Regions from separate parts of the Gossypium hirsutum genome. Here regions 1 and 2 are each linked to region 3. Evidence: chromatin contacts called from public Hi-C data. All regions are on one chromosome and are shown on one strand. The core of a region is the stretch at or near the end of the contact, and the rest is flanking DNA. Distances in the headings are between cores, read along the strand shown.

Region 1 (3,391 bases), core at 441-2,940, 170 kb after region 3:
GGCTTGCAACTTGTTCCTAAACAATATGCGATTCCTTCCTCTTTTAACTAACAACATAAGATTAAAGACTACACTATATTTTATATTTTTTATATTTTGTTAACATTTTCTCATATTATAAATTTATCTTTTGAGATCTTTAATCTTGTTGCATTTTAGAATTGTTAGCATATACAAAAGGACTATTAAAAAAAACAAATTGCACATATGAAACTTGTACATGCAGTAATCTTCTAATCAATTTTAATTGTTTGAAGTTAATACCCATGCAATTCTAATTTTTAAAATAATTTTTCATTATTTCAATTTAGAAGTTATAATTTTATTTTTTATTATTTATTTTATTTTATAATATGAATATTTGATTAATAAATAAATGGTGAGTATTTTGTACTCAAATAGTATGTTTTTTGTAATTTTAAAAAATTGATATCTCTTTTTTTAAAATATTTATTTTTTAAAATATTTTACTATACTCATTAATTTTTTAATCCTAATTTTAATTTAATTTTCATCACCTAATAAATGTTGATACATTTATTTCAGATGTATTTTGACTAGATAGATAATCTATTTAAACATAGTATATAATTATGTTAAATACATTTTTTATAGAATTATATAATATACAAAAAATATAATAATGATTTTTCATATTTTTATATCTAGATTAAATTAATTAGTAGTCACTTAACTATGCTTTTTTGGATATCAAATTATAAAAACTTACAAAATGATCACTCGACTATTAGTAATTTTTTAAATATTTTACTATACTCATTTTAATTTTTATATTTTTTTTTACTTATAGAGTTTAAAAATTTTATTTATAATGCAACAAATGTTAACTTTTTGTAATAAAAAAATTAAACTCTATAAGTAAAAAACTATAAAATACATTGTAGCATTTAATTTTATATTGTTAGTTAAAGATGAAGGAATCCCACATTGTCTAGAAATAAGCTGCAAACATATTCATGAGTCTATATATACACATATTTCACATTCAACATTACTTAAGAACGCATTTTTGTTAACACGGGTAAAGCGCATCTCCGTCAGCGCATTTTTCGGCATTTTTCCTAAAAACACTCCCACGTAGACACGTTTTATGTTTTTTGGACTATTTCAATAAATAATGTTTTAAGTGGTCCATTTCCATTAATAATGTTGGAAATATATAGACCCCTTTTTTTAGTAAAATATCGTCTCTAAAATTATAATGTATCTTTACATTCCATCCAAATAAAATTTAATGAAAAAAACTTGACAGTGTGATTTAGCTTACGTAAATTAGAATGTCTATTTGTTATACTTGGTGAAATAATATTAAATTTTTAATTGAATATACTATTTATATCATTTTTTATTACTTTCATAATTTTTTTCTTTTTAAATAGTTTAATAAATTAATTTTATTATCCTTTAATCTGTTTTACAATTTATGTTCAGATTTGTAGTTACTCATCTCAATAATATTGTCTTTAAAATTCGAATTTACATTTTCTCATTAGGAATGCAATGTATGTTACCAATGTAGCAGGCCCAATTAGCCCGGGCCCGCATGCATAAACCAAATAAATAAATGAAGTCCAATTTTTTTACAAAGCCCAACAAGCAGCCTAAATACTAGACCCAACCCACTAAACCTAGCCCACACAAAAACAAAATAGCAGAAACCCTAGGAGCCTATTTGCTTCAACGCTGCCGCCTCTCACCATTGCACGCCGCCGCGAATCACGCACCACGACCCTCCCCATCGTGCGCCGTTCCGTACGCCAGCATTACCTGCAGCAACAAACGCAAAACAGAACAACAAAGAAAAGGGAACAGAACAACAATATGCCAACGAAAAAACAGGATAGATTTCTTTGGATTTGGGTTCGTTTTTTCCTCATTTTCGGCTATTTAAAGCCGTTATCGAATATGTAATGGGAGGGGGGGATTCAGTGTAAAAAAGATACAAAAAAGAGAACAGAAAAAGAAAATCAAAGGTGTTTTTTTGTTCTTAAGTTCTTTCTATTTTATCTATTCTCTTTTTAAACTAGTGTTAAAACAAAAAAGGAAGAAATATCCTTGCCTTTGGGTCGGCTTGAGGAGGGTTTAGAGCAAAAATCAATATCGCTCAACCCTTACCACTGGTTCTGGTGAAGTCGCGGCGGCGATTGAAGAACTGGCGGCGGCTTGGGGGGGCTAGGTTAAGAAAAACCTAGCAGAGCAGTCCCCTTTTCCCTCTGTTTGTTTTAAGGAAAAAGAAAAAATGAAATAAGGCTGTGTTTTTGAAAAAAAAAATTTAGCTTTAATATTAAAAACAAAACGGTGCCGTTTGGAAGGCCAGACCCGCGCGTCGACCCTACCCGCAAGCAGGGTCCGCGCGTTCTGGCATTCAATGGGGTATTTTCGCGTTTGACCCCTCCTCCTTTATTTTGATTTTAAAGCGATATTTCATGTATTTTCAATTTCGCCACAAAATTTCGCTCATATTTCAATTCGACCCATAGACCAGGCACACGGAGCTCGTTAAAACGACGTCGTTAGGCCAGTATGGGGATATTGTTTTTTTGAGCCCTCCTCTCATGACGCACGTATCGATTTGACCCTTTCTGGTGTTTTCCATTTTTTTAAATTTGGCCCTTAAATTCTGTTTATTTTTCAATTTGATTCTTCACCGATTTTTTTTTCCTATATATTATTTGGCATTGGATTATCATTACCATATTATTTACTATCATTATTACGGTTATATTTTCTATTCCTATACATACGCATGCTTTCTATATATATATCTTCTAAGCTTTTAACGCATATATTATATATATACATACTCTTTCTATTTTTATTTTTTTTACTTTCCTAATTTTTTTTATACTTTATATATATATGTTTTATAACATGTGCATGCTTTTAATATATTTATGTACCCGTTTTTTTTTTAAAAAAATCATTGTAAATATTTTATTATTTTACATATTCTATTATTTTATATATATTGCACCTATATATGTGTTTGAATATATACGTATGCGAATTTTCACGATTTACCTATGTATATATACTTATACATTTTATTTTTCTATTTTGTAAATATATATACATATGATTTAAATTAAAATAATGATTTCATGTTATGCATTAACATTTATCACACTTTCAAAAACATATATTTTGGTTTTGTCAAAATTTTTGTTTTAAACCACCATATTTTATAATTTTCAATATTTGGCATTCATAATTCTCGAGAAATATCGTATCCTAACTTACTGGATTACAATTAAATTTTCGATGAATTTAGAAAGTCAAGTATTCATTTTGCAATAAATTCACAAATTTCAAATAAAAGCTTATTCTCGGGAATTCAAAAATGTTGGGTCCTAACTTACTGGTCCTGATA
Region 2 (3,617 bases), core at 737-3,236, 190 kb after region 3:
TTAAATTAATATTGATGTCAATTAAATTAAGATTTAATTGAGAACTTAAATTATTATTTTAAAGTATTTTGTAGTTAAATTTAAATAAATATATTTACTTAGTAATAATTTGAATAATATCCGTTTGAACTTTAAGAAACGCTAGAATTATAATATCATCTTATATGGTTTCATTTGGATGTTCTTTTATTTCTTTTATGTATTTTTATGAAATTACAATTTTTTAAATTGACCCTTTTTCTTAATGGAAATATATTTTTTATTTTTTAAAAAAAAACTAATTTTGATACTTGTATACCATAATTTCAAATTTTAAAAGTCATATGGAATATACAATAAATTCAGGGGGTAGCAAGGGGTTGTAGCAAGGGGAAGGTAGGAGTTGACCCCCTAAAATAGATTTTTTTTTATTTAGACAATTTATTTTTGAAAATTTTTAAATTAATAAAGTTAAAATTGTACTTTAATCCTCCCTAAAAATGATAAAATTTCTATTTAATCATTTTAAAAATATAAAGATGTATTCAAATGATGAAATTACATTTTTATTATCGTAAAAATTAAAATATAATTTCGACTTCCCTAAAAATTTTTTTATGTCTTTGTCCTTGACTAAGAGCTTGTTTAGTAATACTTAAAAAAATATTTTTAGCTTGAAAAACATTTTTGAAAAAAAAAACTATGCTAAACAAGTTACCTTTGATTGAAATTTTTGACTTTTTAAAAAGCACATTTGAAAAGCATTTTTTATCCTAAAAGTATTTTTGGTGCTTAATTATTTTTTCACCCCTCCAACAACATATTACTTTTCCTTCTTCTTTTTTTCTTGGTACTTAATTTCACATATGTTAAATTCATTAATTAAAATAAATTCTTTTTTTAAAATAATAAAAATGTGTTAATATTAAATAGTTTTATTTAAATATTCACAATATAATTTATATATTCTAATTAAATTTTATAAATAATTAATATTTATTGCTTAAAAATATTTAAAATTTATATTTCATATATTAAAATATTAACCACAAGTTATAATAAATTATTTTTTATATTCTTATTAAAATATAATAATACTAACTAATTTAAACATGATTTAAATGCATATCTGTTACTCGATAATACCATATCTAAAATAGATATTTTATTTCTGAAAAGTATTTTTTAATAACAATACCAAACCAAAATTTTCAAACCATTTCTCAAAAATATTTTTTAAAAGCATTATTAAACTAGCATTAAATTAGGACAGTTGTGGAAAATTTTTATGTAAAACATAAAAAATATTAACATAAACAAATAATAAGTTTTAAGTTCAAAAATTGGAGTTTTTAAAAATCAAATAGCGTCCATGGCGTCCAATAATTTCAATTCAACAGCCAAACAGGCCCGAGATTCGATACTTTCACTTCCATCTATACGGTCTCGTCAACTCTCAACTAAAGTGGGGAAATGATAATCTCACATGCGTGTGTATGAAAAGTAATATATATTAGATAATTTAATAGTATTTTTAAAATTAAGTAATTATCTATCGTCATGAATTTTGATAATTAATTTGAATTTGAATTATCAATACAATTTATAAAAATAAACATAAATTTTAATTTATTGATTGGGTGTTCACTTTTTTAAAAAAATTTTGAATTTAAATTTAAAACAACTTAATTTAATTAGAAGGATAACTAGTTTATAACTGAACTCCAACGACCTCGCAGTGGCACGATTATTCCATGCTACCTACAGAGGAAAACGGAAAACTGCTGCAAATTTTAACTGCGTTAGATTTTATTTATTTATTAATCTACTTTACTTTTCACTGCCCCTCAAGAATTCCGATTCCCTTTTTATTTATAATATAAAAAGAAATAATATAATATTTTTATAAATAAAGAATTATAACACTTTTTTTCTAATTAAATATATTTTTTCATATTTTTTCAATAAATTATTATAAAAATTTATAAATAATTACATAGGTGACTTTTCAAACACAATATCATTATAGAAAAAAATTGAAAAACCCTGTGAAAACTGAACCCACAGCTCCTCGTTTCCTCTTCTTCTCCGTTACCGCCGTTGGGGCTTCCCCTATGTATATTTTATTTCTTTTCCTCCACCGGTAACTTCTTTGTCAGAACTCGTCGACGATCGCCGCTGCTGCCGTGTATCCTTCTTCTTTCTTTGTCTTTTCCTCCATTCTCTTTCCTTTTTCTCCTCCTGTTTTTTTCTTCTCCTCTCAGTTCTCCCGCTGCCGTGTCCGTCGGTTTCCGCCGGATCTGATCTCGTATTCAGTGTCGGAAATCCGTGTCGGATCGTGTCGACACTGGTACGGCACCCCTAATTGCCGAGTCCGGGTAACGGAGTTCTGATAAGTTTTCATTGTTTCTTTTACAGGTTAAGAAACTGTTCTTGGGCTGTACTATAGCTCAAGGAAAATGGTACTGTCAAGTTCTATTACTTTTTTATTCCTTAATGTTATGTGTCGTCGTAATATTCTTCCTGTATTTTTCTAAAAATTCTCATTTGTGCACTAGGCTGTCAGTTGGCTAAAAGAAATGAAAATTCTTTAGTTATTTAATCTTATATATATTGTATTTGATATTATGAATGTGTGTGTGGTTTTGTAATTTTTGTAGGATCAAAATGGTTCTGGTGGTGATGCTGATAATTTTGACTGGGATACCGAAGATGAGCTGGAAATTGATAATTATGCAATCGCCTCTCGCTCAGGAGTGTCACTTACCAATGGGGAAGCTGTTTTAGGCACAGCAGAGGTACTTGCCCATGCATAATTGCATCACATGGCATTCTGGAAATTTTAACATGCAAATCGTTTTAATGATTATGAAAATTATCTACGATGAAGTTTTCTTTCATTTTTAATTTCCAAAGAAACATTATAGATATTAATTGATGAGTTCCTATGGGAATTTTCTCTGGAGGTCACTGTAGTTTCGCATCTCCCTTTCATGCACTGCTTTATTTAGTTGATGACATTACCAATGTCCCTGGCTTAAATTTCATTGATTAGCCTCCATAGCAATGAATATGTATGCATTCACTAAGATCAAGCCTTTTTACTTTTGTGTCTATCCCAGTTATTCAAATACCTGTGTTTGCAAACAATTAATCTTCTCTCTTGTACTTACATATATCTTTTTCCTGGCATATAATAGCTAAGGGACAAATTAATGTCAAAACGAACTCACGGTTAACTTTTATTGTCTCAAGGTGAGCTCGTCTGCAGATTCTCCGAATTCCAAGTTAATTGATCATTTTGTTGGGATGGGGTTCTCCCAGGAACTTGTTACGAAAGCAATTGAGGAAAATGGTAAAGCTTCTAGGTCTTTACTACTTAGAGCACAAGTTTTTAACTCTTTTATAATCCTGCTTTCCTATTGTCCAGGAGAGGAGAATTCAAATTTGATACTTGAAGCTCTCCTTCAGTATTCTGTGAGTTGTACATCCTATTTAAAGATGCTTATTAGTTACACACCCCTTGATGATAGAGAGCTGCTGCGGCTTTTGTGGTGGAACTGTTACTGTTAAATTACTGACGTGTTAGTGTGCAGATTTCATAATAAGTTCTTGATTTCTCTTTTTCGCATGCAGGC
Region 3 (3,505 bases), core at 481-2,980:
ATTTAAAGTTATTTTCTCTCCTAAAAAAATATAATATGTCTTACTCTTACATTCAAATATTTATTCCAATAATTAGATGGTTTTCAACTACTTTATTAATTAAAATAAAATAAAATCTGAAGGCAAGAACATTAAAAGTATAAAGTGAAGCTTGATAATTACGTTGTTGATGTTGGTAGAAAATTTCTTGGAATCAGCATTTTGAGATACACCTTACTGACTGACAAGATCGGTGGTGGAACCCAACCCCCACTAAGCCAGGGTCTGACCGGTGAACCCTACATGGTTAGGACCATCATCTCCACCCCAAACTCCCTTGGTCAATTCAATATGGTTCTCAATCTTTCTTTAATCCAAAAAGAGCTTTAATGTGCAGGTGGGTGCACGTGCGTGTCCCCTCCTCTCACGTGTATGCATGACTCATGCAAAAAAGTTCCAATCCAAGAAAATATTTTACTATTTTCCCCCTTTGCTTGTTTGATTATGAAAATGCAAATATATAAAATGAAATTGAAAAAAAAAAACACACAAATTTCATATGAATATACAAATGTTTGAAGATGTATACGAATAGATATTAAATTTATATATAAATTTTGTTTTATTGTGTAGTTCATATTATGCATAAAATTTTAATTTTAATTTAATTTTACCCAGTTAAAAAAATGAATACATACATTTATTTTCATATTGGATTAATTTCATAGTTTGTGTGTGCAATATATTAACGTAAAATAATACTAATTTGATAATGTTGTTAGTGATTTTTAAAAATTGAATTAAATCAAAATTTCATGTATAAAACTGTACAAAATCAAAGTTCATGTATGACATTGCACATTGGGTTAGGGATAAAACCAAAAAATTGCTTTAAGGGCAGAGATGAATCATAAATTATTGGGGATTGAAGCGCAATTTCACCGTTATACTAACATGTAATTTCATAAAAAATTTAGGAGGAAAATGAGAAATCTAGAGAGGCCAAGATGTCTAAGATATATTTCATAAAAATATAAAAGTAATTTAAACATAAATTTTATATAATAAAAAATATGTAAATACAATACAAGGGATAGGGGTGAGTATCCGATCGAGTCAAGTCGAATTGAGTCAAAAAATTTCGAGTTAGTCGAGTTGACGAATCCTATTTTAGCAACCAAACTCAATTTGAACTTTTTTCGAATCAAATGGAATCGAGTCAAGTTGAGTCGAATTAACGAATTATATTATTTATACTCAATATTACGTTTACATGGACCGCTTATTTAGCTAGTAGACAAAGTACAAGATTATTGAACTAATTTAATGAGTAAATATTTATCAAAATGAGATAATTTTACCTTTTAACTTTAAAAAGGTGAACATTTATCAAAACGACCTAGTTTTGATTTTTTTTATTCGGATTTTCGAATAACTTGAATTGTGTAATTTACATTCGAGTTAAACCGAAAAACTTAATTTTTCATTCGAGTTAATTCGAATAATTTGATTAATTCAAATAACTCGAACTATTTAATTTAAAACTTAAATATTTTATTAAAATTTTTAAATTGAATCGAATTTTACTTACCCCTGAAACTGGTTAGGTTAGAAGTGGGAAAATAGGTTAATAAAGAGTAAAAGAAAAAAGGACAATTTCCTATATTCGCTGTCATCGGGACTCATCAAAAACAAAAGAATATATATATATATAAATTAGCAGATCTCTAATCTGAGCTCACGCTGTTCTAAGCAAACTTCTTTCTTTTTTAATGCTTCTCCCTTCATTGTTTTCTGCATAAACAAATTGTTTTTACTGTTTTTAAGAAAGTTTTTTTATTTTTCCCCAGTTATTAAACAAATAAAAACCCAGAATCCACAACACCACAGATTCCCTTTCATTGGAAAATGTTAGTGAAGCAACAGTTTAAATCTCGTTACCATTTTGAGATCAGATCAAAGCTTTTACGGTCAAACAAAACTAGTCAACCATACTTCCCAAACTCTTTTTTTTTTTCTCAAGAAAAGTCTCAGCAATATTTTCCCGGGAAAAAAAACCTTCAAAGTTTCCATAGAAAGAAACAACAACAAGAAGAACCAGCTAGCTAGTTCAGCCCAAGTAAAGGTAAGAAATTTCTTTTCTACTACTTATTTATTTCCCATAGTTCATATATATAAATGACAATGATAGTAGTATCAAATATAGGAAGGTAAAGGTTGATTTTTTTTTTCATTTTACAAATGACATTAGGGTTTTCATGAATCAAAACTGTGACTTTCTTTTTGCATTTTCATGTTCTTTGTTGATAATGATTGACTGGATCCCATCATAACCATTACTGCAAAAGTTTTCTTGTTTTAGAGTTCATATAGCTGGTAAAAATTACGGATACTGAAATTTCAACTTTAAAATTTATTAAATTTCGAATTTTAAAAATATACATATTTAAAAAATAAGTTTTTTGAATCACATAAGACCCAGACTTCGAAATGCCCCCATTAATTTTTTTTAATATACAGTGCATTACATGCAAATATATATATTATGATGATATTTTTTTCTTTATTTTAGAAAACCAATAAAAAATTTACAAATGTTTAGATTTGAACCAATGATACTATCATCTATAAAATTTTTTATCGCTGCAATTAAATGTTTATTTTAATATTTTTATATAATTCAATATTATTACATAAATTGTTTCACACACCTTGTTTGTACATATTGCTAATGTGTCAACTCGATACTAACTTTAGAAATAATTTAAATGCATTAAATACTCCTAATATTGTGAATTTGTGTGTTTAAATTTTATTTTACTCACAATTTAAATTAATTTGTTTCATTATTCATTATTTTTAAACCTACATTTATACTATTTAAGTTGATGTTACTTAACTCAATAACACTTAGTAAAATTACTAAAAAAACTTACCTACTATAATGTTTTTTTTTTGGATTCGGAAAAAATCGTTTTAGCCTTCCACTAAGTTTTCGTCTTTTAACTTTTGAAATTTGATTTTTTGTAAAATTATCTTAAAAATTAACATGAATTTTATTGACGTGATATATATACATGAATGTCTAGTATATAGATGTTAGTGTATGTATTTTTTTTTAAAAAAAAAAGAGAAATAAAATGAGAGGTGATAATGCACTTAAAAAAGGTAGAAAGCATTAGGAAGATGAAAAGTCTATTCATGAAAATGGGTGACTGAATCAAGCTTAAAACAGTTATGATAACAAGACATTTTATTATTTTATAATTATATTCCAAAAAGGAAAATTTAAGCATTTTGCTTTCCATGCAAACGGTGTCGCTTCACTGTCTTCGTTGTCTCGTCTTAGTCACTTTTCCTTTTTCAAACTCTTCCCCCTTCCATCATGTCATCTACTTCTATAACACTTCCATTTCATATTCACATTTCTGTCTTTCTTTTTGCTTCATATTATACATTTTGTGTAACTCATTATAACCCCATAAAATACGACGTAATGTATGAATGGTCAAATCTAAATGAAAAT

Evidence for each region. Hi-C and Micro-C count contacts between places; a contact is called where the count stands out from the background.
Region 1: a Hi-C map of leaf shows a contact between it and region 3, with 2.1 times the contacts expected there. The contact joins the enhancer-like site here to the promoter of LOC107892281 in region 3. A contact is called at or near these places in 2 of 34 Hi-C or Micro-C datasets (both in leaf).
Region 2: a contact with region 3 is called in a Hi-C map of leaf, with 1.7 times the contacts expected there. The contact joins the promoter of LOC107892277 here to the promoter of LOC107892281 in region 3. A contact is called at or near these places in 2 of 34 Hi-C or Micro-C datasets (both in leaf).

The regions. Positions count from the first base shown.
Region 1 is chrD09:8,598,766-8,602,156 of Gossypium_hirsutum_v2.1, forward strand. No RefSeq gene overlaps it. Among protein-coding and RNA genes, the nearest start is that of LOC107892277, 28 kb to the right of the region's middle. Within about 2 kb of position 1,691, at least 9 of the 9 cell types and tissues checked have an H3K27ac peak or open chromatin away from gene starts, as enhancers often do. A contact at or near this core is called in leaf, where this site is marked.
Region 2 is chrD09:8,626,617-8,630,233 of Gossypium_hirsutum_v2.1, forward strand. LOC107892277 (DNA (cytosine-5)-methyltransferase DRM1) reads left to right here and starts at 1,987. Exons shown (of 12, transcript XM_016817310.2): 1 at 1,987-2,167; 2 at 2,398-2,441; 3 at 2,640-2,777; 4 at 3,235-3,334; 5 at 3,410-3,456; 6 at 3,616-3,617. The coding sequence starts at 2,439.
Region 3 is chrD09:8,433,462-8,436,966 of Gossypium_hirsutum_v2.1, forward strand. It overlaps LOC107892281, which reads left to right and starts at 1,731. Exons shown (of 2, transcript XM_016817314.2): 1 at 1,731-2,104.